Regions from separate parts of the Sus scrofa genome. Here region 2 is linked to region 1. The links are chromatin contacts, called in public HiChIP or PLAC-seq maps. All regions are on one chromosome and are shown on one strand. The core of a region is the stretch at or near the end of the contact, and the rest is flanking DNA. Distances in the headings are between cores, read along the strand shown.

Region 1 (7,752 bases), core at 2,765-5,264:
AGATAGAAGACTCCTGCAGCAACAAAAAAAATATAATATCTACAGATAAGCCAAATCATCAAGTGGAGGGTGTCCGCATAAAGAAAACTATCATTCTTATTTACTAAGCTTTTAAGGTATATAATGAAAGCTGAACAAAGACATATCATATTCCTGAATAGGATGTCATGATATCCTAGTTTGTCACTTCTCTGAAATTTATAAACACATTCCCAAACCAGTTATACATAAATAATAACTCTGTAAAGTTTACTATGGAAAGGATTTTTTTTTTTTTAAGTTAATTGTGTTATACAACAACAGGCAGGGCATTTCTTAAAGGGAATAGTGATGAGCGAGAACTTTTCCACAAGACATTATAAAGCCATGATAACTGGAACATGGTGTTATTCAATAAGCAAAATTACTCCTTCACCAAATGTATGGTTGACACCTACTGTACCAGTCACCATTAAGGCAAGGGATGAATATATATATATATATACACACATATATAAACTCCTACTCTCATGGATATTATAGTCTTAACAGGGGAAAGGGTTAATGGAACAAATTAAAATCCTACCAACACAACAGTTCAGGAAAAAATACATACAATGAAGAATGAATGACTCATTAACATGGAAAAATAGCTTACTATTTGGAAAATAAGAATTTGCACATAAAATGAAACTCAAGTATTGAAAGAAAATATGAACATTTTTAAGACATATGGAATAGAAGACCCCCCCCCCAACAATGATGCCAAAGACCCTAATAAGAAGATTTCCTGCTCTGAACATACGAAAATATATTTCTACATAGAAAGGAAATATACTTGTGTATCAGTCACACAATTTAAAAACAAAATGCAGTTCTCCTGCGGGCAGACAGTAAAGGCTCCAGCATTGTCACTGCAGTGGCCCAAGGACTTCCACATGCCATGGGCCCAGCCAAAAATTAAAAAATGGGTGTTCCGGAGTTCCCATCGTGGCGCAGTGGTTAACGAATCCAACTAGGAACCATGAGGTTGCGAGTTCGGTCCCTGCCCTTGCTCAGTGGGTTGATGATCCGGCGTTGCCGTGAGCTGTGGTGTAGGTTGCAGACAAGGTTCGGATCCCACGTTGCTGTGGCTCTGGCATAGGCTGGTGGCTACAGCTCCGATTCGACCCCTAGCCTGGGAACTTCCATATGCCGCGGGAGCGGCCCAAGAAATGGCAAAAAGACAAAAAAAAAAAAAAAAAAAAAAAAAAGAGTGTTCCTGTCGTGGCGCAGCAGAAACAATCCGACTAGGAACCATGAGGTTTCAGGTTCATCCCAGGCCTCGATCAGTGGTTTGCCAAGAGCTGTGGTGCAGGTCAAAAAGACTTGGCTTGGATCTGGCGTTGCTGTGGCTCTGGGGCAGAGCGGCAACAGCTCCAATGAGACCCCTAACCTGGGAACCTCCAATGCCAAAGGTACGGCCCTAAAAAGACAAAAGACAAAAAATAAAAATAAAAAATGGAGCTCCTATTGTGGCTCAGAGGGTTAAGAACCCAACTCATATCCATGAGGATGCAGGTTTGATCCCTGGCCCCACTAACTAGGTTAAGGATCTGGTGTTGCCAGAAGCTGGGGTGTAGGTCACAGATGCATCTCGGATCCCCTGTTGCTATGGCGTAAGCCCCTAGCCTGAGAACTTTCATATGCTGCATGGGGGGGCCCTAAAAAAAATAACAGTAAAAAATAGAAAATTTTTTTAAAAATTTGATTTTAAAAAGAGAGTATAGGACAGGAGGTATCAAAGCATTTCAGTATGACCCAGAAATTTCACTTGAAGAAATTTACAGAATGAGACAAGAATGCATATATATGTAGCCAGATAGCCTATATAGTTTATAAAACTAGAAAACAAAAAAGAACACAAAGGCCTTAAAGAAAAAAGTATAGCAGACATCCTCATGTTCATTCACAACTGTTCTTAAAAATTTTTAAGTAACTATTTTCAAAATATTAAGTTTATTCTGCATTTTAAGTGGTACTTACACAGATAAAAACGTTTATTAAAAAATAACAGAGCGTACGATTTGTGCACTTTAAACCCCTTACAAATATATTCCATAACTCAATCTTATTTGGCCACATCCTTGGCACAAGGAAGTTCCTGGGCCAGGGATCGAATCTGAGCTGCAGCTGCTATCAACAGATGCTGCAAGGCCAAATCCTTAACCCACTAGGCTGCCAGAGACAACACCAGTTCCTTAACCCGCTGGGCAGAAACTCTCCAAAACTCATTTTTTAAAGTTAATGGAGAAAAGTATACTAATATCCATTTATTTGTTCAGAGGTATTTCTATGCTTATACACATATAACAGAGTGAAGATTTTCAAGTGATTTTCTTCATTTTCATTCCTCTGAATCTTTCAATTGTCCTATATTGACCTTTTTAAAAAAAAATTTTGGCCGTGCCCACCGCAAGTGTTAAGTTCCGGGGCCAGGGATCAAACGTACGCCACTCCTTTTTTTTTTTTTTTTTTTTCCTCTTACCAAAAAAAGTTCACTATAGGCGTTCCCTGGTGGCGCAGCGGGTTAAGGATCCAGCGGTTGTCGCTGCTGTGGCTTGGGTTTGATCCCTGGCTAGGGAACTTCCGCATGCCGTGGGCGCAGCCAAAAAAAGGGGGGGGCGGGGAGAAAAGGATTCCCTCAAGTAGAAATCTGCTCAGGATTGGCCTCCTCATTCTTAATGAGATATGAATTAAGGGGAGTCCATGGCATCGCCCCTCGTAATCAGAGGGCCGTCCTGAGCTACCGCTTACAAACTGTAACAGAGCAGGACCCAAGGGGGCCTTCCCCGGGGACAAGCCCTTCCCCCATAGCTCCCCCCCACCGCCGCCCCGGCTTTAGCTTCGCTCTCAAGTACCTAGACAACAGTAAGTGAAACACATTTCCTGAGTTGTTTTACAAATGTGAAACCCCCGACCACCACCAAATAGAAGGTGTTAATTAATTTCTTGATGACTCCGAGCACGTGGCCGGACCCCCCCCACCCCCCACCTCCTGGAGCCTAAGGACTGGTAAGGTTAACCCCTGTGACACCACCCTGTTAGCTCACCATCAACCAATCAAAGAATTCAACTGAAGCTGATCCCTTACCCAGAGACAACCCCACCACCACCACCACCACCACCACCTGGCTTTTAAAAAATATGCTTTATAGGAGTTTCCCTGTGTCCTAGCACTTAGGATTAAAGATTCCGCGTTGTCACTGCTGTGGCTCGGGTTCAGTTCCTGGCCCCGGAACTTCCGCATGCCACGGGCGCGGCCCAAAAAAAAAAAAAAAGAAAAACCCTTTACAAAACCAGTTCGGGGAGTTCGGGGCTTTTCAGAGCACGAGTCACCCATCTCCCTGAATGGCCGCTGACAATAAACCTTTCTCTGTTCCCAACTCCTACGTTTCGGTTTGTTCGGCCTCACTGCGTGTTCTCCCCCACGAACTTGCCACGAAGGGCAGGTGCCGTCGCCCGGAGACCCCTCACCTGGTCCCGCATGGTTGGAGACTTTCCAGGAGAGTCCCAGGGAAAGCCCACAGCGGGGAGGAACCCAAGTTCCCAGCGACTTCCAGAACCTTCGGCCCCTCACCGGCCCCTCAGCCCCGGGGCCGCCAGGCCCAGTTCCCTACCCTCGCCGCTGCCGGGACAGGTGGCGGAACGACGGCGTCTAGCCCCTCAGCTCTTGGCGTTCCCACCCGGCCGGGCTCCCAGGGCGAGAGGAGGCGCACCTGGAGCTAGGGACCCAGCGCTGCGCAGGAGTGGAGGTCGCGGCCCATAGGCCGCCCGCCCTTGCCGCTAAGGAGCCTCGCCGGGCCGGGCCGGACTCCTCCTGCCCAGGCCTCCAGCGTCCGCCTGCCCCGGCGTCTCTCGCCACGGCCCAGTACTCACCCTCTCCCTGCTGCCGCGGGAGAAGCCAGCCGACGAATACGTCCCAGCGCGGCGCCTCACTACAAATCCCACAAAGCTGCCCGGGCGCGGCGCGAGCGTCGGAATGCGCAGGCGCGGGCCCGCCACGGGGGTTGGGTGGGAGGGGCGCAGGGCGGTGCCAGTGGACGGAAGGTGGTGGCTCCTAGGATTGGCTACGTCGCTTTGGTGGAGATGTGGCTTGGCAAACCGGGAGGGGACTGCGCGGCGACCTTACCCAAGCTACCCTAGAGAAGCCTCTCGTTAGAGCCTGTCGGTTCCTAAGCCGCGGGTAGGGGAGAAAGGGCAGACAGGCGAAGCAGGCGAAGCCTCATTTTCCTTCTCTGAAATAAAGGGAGCCTAGAGGAGTCCTTTGCAAAGTTGTCTGGAGAGTGAATGGATGTAGAAACATACCAGATACATAGCGGGCTCTCCATGAATGGTGATTACTGTAACTTCTTTCTAGCTCAGTGTATGCTCTATTTGCCTTAAAAGCACCCCTGTATAGAATGCAGGAAAAAAAATCTCTGGTAAATGTGTGGCCAGAGTTAGTTACTCTAGATCTGCCTCTGGAATTTGGAGAAGTAATGTGACATTTGGTTATTTGATCAATATGGTAGCTTAGATTGTAATATCTGCTTTTCCAAAAAGAACTGCTAGTTTTCTGTACCTCTTTCTGTTGGTGTGGCAAAGACTCAACCTTTGACCAAGCTTTAGGAAGGTTCTGTTGAACCCTTTTCTCTGTTAGACCTCCTGCTTGGGCCCAGTCCTTTGCTTGTGGAGCCCAGTTTTAGCAAGAATCCTGCTAAGTCAGCTTTCCTTTTCTTCCTTTTTTTTTCCTTTTCTGTCTTTTTAGGGCCGCACCCGTAGCATATAGAAGTTCCCAGGTTAGGGGTCAAATTGGAGCAGTAGCTGCCGGCCTATGCCACAGCTACTGCAACTAGGGATCCAAGCTGCATCTGTGACCTACACCACAGCTCACGCAATGTGGGATTCTTAACCCACTGAGCAAGGCGAGGAATTGAACCCATGTCCTCATGGATATGAGACAGGTTCGTTACTTCTGCACCACCATAGGAACTCCTCTTTTTCTTTTTTTAAAGAATCTCCCATTCTCTTTTTTTTTTTTTTTTTAATGGCCACACCTGCAGCATATGGAAGTTCTTGAGCTAGGGGTCAAATGAGAGCTGCAATTGCCAGCCAAAGCCACAACCACAGCAACACCAGATCCCAGCCATGTCTGTGACCTACACCAAGCTCACAGCAAGGCTAGATCTTTAACCCATTGAGTGGGGCCAGAAATCAAGCCCATAGTGGGGTTCATTTCTACTGAGCCACAAAGGCAACTCCAAGAATTTCCCATTCTTGATATCTGATCAAATTCCTCATCCCCTACTCTTAATGTCTAAGTCCTTGGCCTTTGGGAATCTTGTTAGGCTAGATTAGCAAGAATCCCCTGTGTTTTCTGTCTTCTTTTTCGTGATTTTCCATCCACTGACCTCTCCTTACTCTGCTTGTTGGAGCTGTAAATCCTCAGCTCTTTGCAATATTGGAGTTGAGTTCAGTTTTTACTGAAGCCTCTTTCCCTTTCTGCAGTAGTACTGAATAAAAGAAGTTCTCTGGTGGCCTAGCAGCTAAATGATCTGGCATTGTAAAACTGCTGTGACTCAGATCATTACTGTGGCAAGGGTTCAATCCCTGTCCCAGGAACTACTGTGTGCTCCAGACATGCCCCCCCCCCACCAACAGTACTGAATAAATCATGTCTTGGTGTTCCCTCTGTGGCACAGTGGCTAAGAACCCTACTGCAATAGCTCAGGTCACCCTTGAGGAGGCAAGGGTTTGATCCCTGTCCAGGTGCAGTGGCTTAACCGGCATTGCCCCAGCTGTAGCTCAGGTTCAGTCCCTGGCCCAGGGAACATCCATATACCTCAGGTGTGGCCATTTAAAAAAAAAAGGCTTTAGTGTCCAACTCTATTTCTCTTTGAGAGCTGTCTGAGCTATTTTAAAATATTGCAAAACATGAAAATCTTCACAATTCATTTAATCAAGTGAAAGTAACCCAGACAGAACCAAAGTAAAAACCTACCACTATACTAAGACAAATACCTTGAATTAGTTGCTCCAGGACTATAAGGTCATTCTTACATTAGAAACAGCATACATTGTGGTTGTTCTGCTAGGGAAATGGCCCCTGATTAAACCCTTAAGAGAGTGTACAATTTCCTAACAAGTAGGCAGAGAGGATGGAATAGGGAGAGAAACAAGGACCCAAAAAACCCCAACCCCCTGAAATCCAAAAACCAACAAATGTAAAAATTTAGATAAGTAAAAAATACATAAGAAAATAGTAGCAATAAATCCAAGTCTATTAGTAATCTCTACATATACACATAGACTGAACTTTCCAGTCGAAAGTACTGTGAGACTACAGTTTTGGAAATCTAGCTATATGCTAGACAAAAATACACAAACCTCAAAAGTAGAAATTTGGAAAAAGATATACCTGGCAAATACTAACTATAGGAAGTTAGCATAGGAGTTCCCTGGTCTCTTTCTCTCTCTTACACACACAGACAAAATATTAAGGCCAAAACTATTACTAGAGGTAGAGAAGATACTGTTTTATACAACAATAACAAAGAGTTAATTCACCAAGAAAAAAAAGTCATAAAGTTTTGTGTCTTTAATAATGGAGATTCAAAATATATGCAGCAAAAATTCACAGAATAACAGAGAATTGACAAATCCATTATTTTTAAACTATCTCAGTAATTGATAGAATCCTCACCCCCCCCAAAAAATTAATAAAGATATGGAATAGCTGAAGAGCAAAGCTATGTTTGATTTAATGGACAAATACATAGAATATTGTATCCCAAAATTAGTGAAAACACAGTTCTAATCATACAGTTACAAAAAAAATGACCTCAAGTAGTCTCAACACATTTCAAAGAATTGGTAAGAATAAGTACCACATTTTTTACAGTGAAGTTAGACATATATATTTCTTTAATTAGACTTGTTTTTTTAAAGACCAGAAGCGTTTTTAAAGATTTTGATAGGGAGTTCCCATTGTAGCTCAGTGGAAACCAACCCAACTAGTATCCATGAGGACACAGGTTCGCTCCCCGGCCTCTCTCAGTGGGTTACGAATCTGGCATTGCTGTGAGCTGTGGCATAGGCCAGCAGCTGCAGCTGCAATTCAACCCCTAGCCTGGGAACTTCCATATGCTGCAGGTATGGCGCTAAAAAAAAAAAAATTGGTAAAGGGAATATTTAGAGATTAGGCTTGTGACACTGACAGATTCTCCCCTTGACCAAATTCTAATGAGACTCCTCTTAAAACCAAGCAGGGCCCAGGTGGGCTACTGGGCACAAAAGCCTTTCTATGTCCCCCATATCTTGTCAGTAGGATGAAGGCCTCATTCAGCCTCCAAGACCTTCCCTGAGTTCCAAAGTGCAGGTTCACACAGTTGCTAATCAGGGAAGGGAGGGGATGCAGAGACCAGGGAGGAGCCGTCAAGAAACAATGGTGCAGCCTTGGGGCAGGGGCCTGGTTTCTCCTCCAGGGATACACTTAACAATATCTGGATATCTTCCAGCTCTTCTGTAGACTTAAAACCCCCAACAAGTGAAAGATGTTGGCTACTTGATGAAGCATTCTTCATTCTAGAAAGAAGGAAAACCACCAGAACCAGTCCTGGGACCACTAAAGACCAGCTTTGAAGCAGGTGAGCTTGTCTCTACCGTGATCTTTAACTGTGGCCCTGCTTTCCACTATAAGAAACCCTTCCTGTTCTCTCCCTAAGGAGGGCACAGTTTTTCAGGCCTTAGCCT
Region 2 (7,752 bases), core at 3,221-5,720, 180 kb after region 1:
CAAAGGATTTACAAAACATTGAAATATTGTATTTATTTCCTTTTTTTTCTCTCTCCCCCACTGGAACATAAGCTCTATGAAGGCAGGTACTTTGTCTCATGTACTTTTGTATCCTCAGCATCTAAGACAGTGTTTGGCATAAGTAGGTGCCCAATAAATATTTTATGAGTGAATGAAGGAAGAAAGAAGGATTAGAAAAAGGGATAAAGCTCTGGAGAGAAAATATGAGGATGATCCCAGGGAACTTGGCCAGTTGAGTCCTAAGGTGAGAAAAGCCGGTAAAAAATGATCTATGATGAGAAATGATTGGGACCCTAGGAATTGTGAAATCTGATACTAAAATTTAAGTTCTTTTTGTTTCTGTGCTGTACCCCCCTTTCAGTATCCTCAAATTTTTAAGCCTATTTCTCATAAAAGCTAGTTAGGCTTTGGAGAATCAAAAAGAAGAGGTCTGTGTCAATACTTGGTACAAAATATTATGAAGTACTGACAGTAACTGCAGATGAGGTAGTATAAGAGAATGAGGGAAAGAGGCAGCAATAGGTATTTAGAGTGTGGGGTGATAAGAAGCCACCAGAGAAGTTGACCTCTCCAGAATCATCAGAGTACTCCGAAGGATACTGTACTTTCACCAATTACATGAAATAGGAACTTTATATTTATACATTAAAATAAAAGGTAACCCCAGAAGATTTGGAGACATATATTACACATTTTCATGAGCTTATGCAGCGTTCTACAGAATTCATAAGACATTTAGAACTTAGGCAAATATATTTTTCCATCAGTGGTGTCATTGGCTGGTTGACAGTTGAGACTATTGGTAGCAGATGTAGAGAAACTAACTTACTAACCTGACTCTGAAGCTCTATCATTAGAGGTAATGGAAACTTACAAGGAGATTGGAAAGATCAGCCTATCCTATTCCCTGTGGAACATTTGAATTAAATCACCCCTGGTACCCCTCCATACTCCTTCCTCATATACACATGGCAAGGCACATTGGATATCAGGGAATGCTCCTGGCACTGTTTGATGGAAATAAATCCTGCTTAATAGTGTGTTGTGTGAATCTCCTCACAATCAGTCTCAGGAAGTACCGGAGAAAACTAGTATCCACCTTAGGCAGCATGGGATGCATGGGAGATGCTTTCTGACTTGCTGTTGAACAGTGACTAAGGCACCCTGGGACCTTTGATGATCTTGATGTGATAGAGATAAACTGACTCATTGTTTCATCATGAGGCACCTTCAATGATATATAACCTTGAAAAGTGGGGTTTTTTTTAAGATGAACACTTTGGTCTTGCTGAAAGATGGACTCAGCCTGTTTTTCCTAATGATTAAGTAAAGTAAGTTTCTATGTATTTTGCTGAATGGGTGGAAATCATAGAATGGGTTAAACACAAGAGCTTTGAAGCAAGTAAGGCTTGAGGTTGAATTTTGGTTCTGGTACTTGATCACTGTGACCTCAAGCAAGAAACCAATGATCATCACTTTACAGGGTTGTTTAGACTATTAAATGAGATCATGTATACACAGCAGTTAGCACATAATGAGTATTTAATTATTTAATTAATACCTAAAAACACACCAAAAAATCTAATTAAATACCAAATCTAATTGGTAATTATCAGTAATAGCAACTTAAAACAGAAGTTATAACCTTTGTAAAGGTTTATATCTTTGTTACCTTTGTCAGAGTTTCTCCATACAGATGATAAAACTTTTGTTCAACTTAATTTACACAATATAAACTTTTACTCTTGAACTGTGCTTTCAGAGATGATTGTCTGAAGTTAAACCTGTAGAATCTCTGATCTAGAATATATGATAATAATATTCCTCTGGTTGCTCTTCAAAGCTAAGGCTTTTTTATACCTGGTTTAACTTAAAGTTTTCTTAGACATGCTTGTTCTTGTGTTGAGATGAAGCTACTGTATTAGGTAGTCATTCTGGTGTTGGTAGTAGATTCTTAGAAACTTTGATTTTTTTTTTAAGTCCTCCAACCCAAGGTGTTCATTTTCCAGGTAACTGATTTAATAGAACGGGTTGAGGTGCCATGGAAGATTATTAAGCCAACTAGCACAGGGATTCTGGGTGTAAATTTCTACCTTTGATTTAATCCAACTTGAACCAACTGAGCAGCTTATGTAAACAACCTACAAATATGTACTGAGTTGTAGGTGGAGAGATACCAATGATAATACAAACCAAGTCCTTGTCTCCAAAGCACACAAGCCACAAGAGTACCTGGGAACACCATATGTATAACAGAGAAATGCTAGTCATAGGACATTCTCAATCTCCTTCTGATCACCAGTTAAATATTAGACCTTTGGTGGCACACTTTAATTAAAATACTCAAAATGACACTAAAACAAGACAGCAGTAACTATGAAGCAGACTCCCCTACTGGGTGATATTGTTTTGCAATGTCTGTAAATCCCTCTGTAGGTGGCCTTTCCACTTGGCTGTCTTTTAACTTTTATATTGCTGTTTGAGCAAAACTGTGCTGTCCTGACCACAATATCATATCCTCAAAAGACAAAGATCTTTCATGCTCCAGCAAAAAAGGGGTGATTTTCTCTGGTGCCAGTTTAATTTTGGCCTCTGTATGCCTCAAGTGGAGCCCCACTTTACCTTGCAAGATGGTTCAGTCCACTCAGCTCAACATTCTAACTGTTAGATGTCCCTGAAATAGTATGTGTTAGTTGTAGAACCAATACATTTCACTCTATGGGCAGAATTGGTCACCATATTTTGGAAGCTCCAGGTACACCTGTGTGCCTTGGCCAACTGTTTGAGGACTTCATCTCTAACCCATGTAGTCAAGAGTAGGGAGAAGGATGGGAACTGATGTAGGCAGGAACGGATGGACCTCGAAGGATGGGCAAGATTTAAAATTGTAGATGCAGAAATGGTGACTGTTCCAGCTGAGGAGAATGACATTGCCTGTTTCATTCTACAGCATAAAGAATTTTCACTTCCAAGTAATCTTTTCAACTTCACTTCTTGAAGTGCGGGGACAATCTCCATAACAATTCAATTTATCCAAAGGAGGTTGTACAAGTTTCTGTGATGTCATATCACGAAATAACAGTGCCCTTCTTTCACTTAACAAGGTTAAAAAGTACAAGGTACAGACCCATATAATTGGGAGGTTCAACTCTGCCCTCCTATATTTGATTTCTGATTTTTTTTATTGACTGTTTTTCAGAACGTGAAATCCCCTTGACACTTTTCAGTACTAGCAGAAAAGTTCCTGACTCCTTCCTAGCATTTGGCACTGTAAGCTTTCCCTCCTTTAGGCTTGCTCTGACACCATACTCTTGGCTCTCCTCTCCTTCTGGTCATTCCTGCTCAGGCTCTCTGTCCCTTGAAATGATTTTGGCTTTCTCTCTTCTCTCTCTACAGGCTCACAACGGCAAACTAGGGATTCTTAGAAACTGCAAAACACCTTGAGGTAAGCAAGCTCCTTAATGGGGCTTACTAGCTCTCAGACATTATTCTGCCTTGGTTAAATAAAACTGACCCATAGGGACAAATAATGTGGTAACCTTTGTTAGGGAAACTTCCAGCTACCAAATCCTGCCCAGGCACAACAGGAAAAACCTTGAAAGGAGTCCCAGTTTAAATTTCTTTTGATATTGTTGTGCACAGGCCTTAAAAAGATAAGCACCCCTGAGCTTATTTCCCGAGACATTCTCTTCGAGCCCATTTTTAGACAGAAGTTCCAAGCGACTGAATTACACAATCTCGTTCACTGAACTGCCCCCAGCGCCAACCTGGGCCTGGCACAGAGCGGGTCTGGGGGCTTATCTCTCTTGTGGTGACTGTGTCTAGAGTTCAGGTCCTTGGGTAGGCGGAGGGCAGGCAGCCAAAGTGCCAAAGGCTGAAGAGCAGAAAAAGGAGCCATTGTTGGCTTTGCCTAGAGGTGCTGCCTTCAAAATAACTCGTCCTGGAGTTCCCCTCGTGGCTCAGTCGTTAACGAATCCAACTAGGAACCATGAGGTTGCGGGTTCGGTCCCTGCCCTTGCTCAATGGGTTAACGATCCGGCGTTGCCCTGAGATGTGGTGTAGGTTGCAGACGCGGCTTGGATCCTGCGTGGCTGTGGCTCTGGCGTAGGCTGGTGACCACAGCTCCGATTAGATCCCTAGCCTGGGAACCTCCACATGCCGCGGGAACGGCCCAAGAAAATGGCAAAAAGACAAAAAAAAAACCCCAAAAACTTCTCCTGAAGGAACAGACACGCCACAGCTGAGGCCAGTGCGCCGGCACTCGCTCCAATTTTCACCTAGACTCCAAAAACGAAAACAACCTAGGGCGTCGCCTGAGCTCCGGCGGGTTTCGGGGCGGGGACCTCCTGCCCCGCGCAGACGCGTTGCGGCGGACCGGGCCCGCCACTGACGTCACAGGAGCCCCGCCCTTTAGGGGGAGCGGCGGGAGCGCGCGAGCTCTGTCACGCAGGCGCGTTCGCGGGTTGTAGGTGGTGCTAGAGGCTGCCGGGGGGTTGTAGGGAGACGGCGCTGCCGCCATTTTGTGGGGTGTTTGTCGCAGCGCCTGTAGAGAGAAGACGGCGGTTTGGCGGCCTTTCGCGGCCAAAAGGCCTTTTGCTTTTGCGGAGGTAACGTTTCAGGTGGGGTGTACTGGGATGGGCGGCCTCCCAGTCTTATAGGAGTCAAAGCCAGGTGTCGGAAAAACGACCGGGTTCAAGGCCTCGGCGACCGGAGTTCTTTCGCGGCACAACTCTGCTCGTGGCTTTTAAAACCTGAAGTTGCCCAGATGTCATGGTAAATTTAAAGTCCTAGGGCGGAAAGACCTCGGCTCTGCTGCTTATTCTTCACTGGGAGCTCAGGCTGCTCGCATCAAGGCTGCGGAGGCCTTTGCTCCTCCCGTCGGCCACAGCGAGGACCTGTCGGGAGGCCCTTCGAGAGCCGCGGGGGGTTGTGTTGTGGTAGACCCAGCGCTCCCCTCTGTGCCTGGTCTCGGTCGCCGGTAGCATTTGGGTGTTTTCCGGAGTCGCATATCTGTCCCTGTCTGTGAGTGAGCCAAAGGCCCTGGGCGGGTAGGCGGGGGTCGGCGACCGGGCGTCCGAGGAACTGCAAGTCTGCAAGTCCAGGATGGTGGAAATGAGCACGGGAGAGGCAGAAATACTGAGAGGCTCATCCTTTGTGCGGAACTGTATTTTTCCTAAGGTGGAGCTTACCCTTGTGCGGCAGATCTGTATTTCTGATACTTGTATAGCTTGCTGTCCTTGATCCTTAAGCAACCGCTATATGCTTGTCTGAGCCTTAAGAAACAGCATTCAAAACTGCCTGGGTCAACCACCTGGTCCTATTTTATAGCTATGTTTGTGTGATTGTGTTCCATACATACAGCCACAGGCTTCGGCTTCTTGTTATTTATTAAATGCAGTCCTCTTGGATCCATCTAATTGTGATATTTCTAGCCACATTAAATATAGAGAGAGTGCATAAAATTGTCCGCATAAGATATGTCAATCAGAATGCTCACTTAAATCAATAATATAGAGTGTTAAAGGGCAGTAGAGAATCAGATTCCTAAGATGGATATAAACCCGTAGATTTATTCTATCTGCTGTTTTTATTGAAGTATGTCTGGTGATTATAACATGTAGGATTCTTTATTAATTAGAGATGGTGTAACAATTCTAGATTTTCTTTTTTGTGTATGCGAAAGAACCTTGTCTGTGTAACCAGGGTTTGGGATTTTTCTCTTGGTCTCCTGAGGTAATATTTCTGAGCATTATTAGTTGGGGGAGGGGGGCAGAGGACGCACAGGGGACTTCCTAACAGTTGAATTAAAAGTAGTGAACTTAGCTAGAGAAATAAAAACCTTTGGCTCTCCCAAGATGCTTATTCTTAGTTTATTATTTGCATATTGATAATTCTAGTTAAGAATTCTGCCTTGTTACAGATGAGCCAGTTATGGCTGACAGTAGAAGGAAAAAGCAAAACCGAAGTAGGCACATATATTTTGCAAAAACTGCATTGTAGTAGTCATAATAATACCTTTAGTCATCAGATGTTGTAATTTTGCTTACTATAATTTAAGAATGCTTAACTAAGCAATTTTAAAGAGTTCTATGTGGTTAAAATACAGTTTGGGTAATTGAAGTGTCAGGAGAATTCCTCTAGAAAGAAGAATTTTTTTTGATGGCATTTCTGATGACCTTTTGACTCAAGTTAATTTGTGTGTCATTTATTTCAGTTTCCCATATTCAGGTAACTCTGTGTCAAATCAGAATGCTCACTTAAATCAATTTCCAGTAAAAACCCTGAGTAGAGTTTTAAGAATTTTGTTTTACCTAACCAGTGCCTTCTCTTCCTTTTTAAAAGCAAGCTGAAAGAGAAGCTACATTATTAGAAGTATACTTGATGGGCATAGAAATAGCATTAGCGAGAGAAGTCACTGAAAAAAATCTGCATATTTGGTGGCTAGATTTTCTTAGGGAATACCTCACAGGAGATTTCTTATTTCAAAGTCTTTTTTAATCCGTTTGAAATCATTTAAATGTTTACCTGGATTTGTTTGCTTGTTACTGAGTCATTTGGGCAAACTAAAGGAGGTAAATGAACTAAGCTGGTTTGCTCTTATTTACCTTTTTTCAGCTCCTTGCTGAATTGTGAAACTCCCCCTGTTCAGCAGTTTGGGTATCATTGTTTCAAACTTAACTGTTTTGTGAAAGAATTAAGTAGGGAAGAGGGAGATCCTGATCCTGAAAGAACCTATAAGGTTGTAGATGGAGTCAGGAAATTTTTGCAGTTACCATCTGATTTTAGTGTGAACATGTTCATCCTTATAAGTTCATTCCCAGATCTACAACAAATATGTTTAATTTTAAGAATGGCTGCAGGATGATCTGAAAATAAATATGTTGGATAGAGAAAATGAGTTCAGAAAATACTCTTTTATTGCTCTTTCTGTGGAATATTGTGTTGCATTTATGCCCTGTTTATTTTTGTTTTCAAAGTTTGGAGTCATTCTGAGATTAAGAAAAAGGACCTTTTTTTGAGTGAGAAAAATAAGCTTTATTAATGGCTTTTTACCTTTAAAACTAAGTTGTCTCCTATATTTAGTATCCCCAAGTGCTTCTCTGACTCCAGTTATTTGTAATACAGTATTTTGCCAAAGATGCATGACACTTGTGATGTTCGTTTTAAATTAGCTCAGATTTAAAGTTAACGTCAGTAACTTAATAATTTGATAACATCAACAACTTAATTGGCAGATCAGTAATAATTTAACATAGAACAACGATGGTAGAAAGAAAGGTAATGATAAAAATAAAACCAAAAAAGTTATTATTTCTAGCAAGGTATTGTTGTTTACTGAACGATGGCAGTTAGCAAATGTTAGTTGAACACAAGCATCAAGCTGAGAATTTATGCAGAAGAATTGGAAGAAAATATATTAAGGTCTCACAGTGTTACCAATCATTTAGTACTAGATCTGCATGCCACTTAGAATCATCTGACATACCGTGGAATAGTGCCCCCATGTCTTGGAAATGCTACCTGCAAATATTTTAGAACCTCTGTGACCCCCCCATATGCTGAGTGTTTTTATATTAATATAAAATATTTTACTGACTAAACATAACCGTCTGTAACTTCCACAACTCACTTTTCATTTCCATTCATAGATGCGGCATTCCAAAAGAACTCACTGCCCTGATTGGGATAGCAGAGAAAGCTGGGGACATGAAAGCTACAGTGGAAGTCACA

The links. HiChIP or PLAC-seq counts read pairs in DNA pulled down with a chosen protein or histone mark.
Region 2: a contact with region 1 is called in an H3K27ac HiChIP or PLAC-seq map of alveolar macrophages. The contact joins the promoter of CLK4 here to the promoter of LOC100620238 in region 1. A contact is called at or near these places in 1 of 47 Hi-C or Micro-C datasets (epiblast stem cells) and 1 of 2 datasets of contacts at active chromatin or transcription factors (alveolar macrophages).

The regions. Positions count from the first base shown.
Region 1 is chr2:79,545,960-79,553,711 of Sscrofa11.1, forward strand. It overlaps LOC100620238 (zinc finger protein 454), which reads right to left and starts at 4,015. Exons shown (of 3, transcript XM_021084340.1): 1 at 3,898-4,015.
Region 2 is chr2:79,724,990-79,732,741 of Sscrofa11.1, forward strand. It overlaps CLK4 (dual specificity protein kinase CLK4), which reads left to right and starts at 4,471. Exons shown (of 13, transcript XM_021084353.1): 1 at 4,471-4,628; 2 at 7,671-7,752. It also overlaps the pseudogene LOC106507310.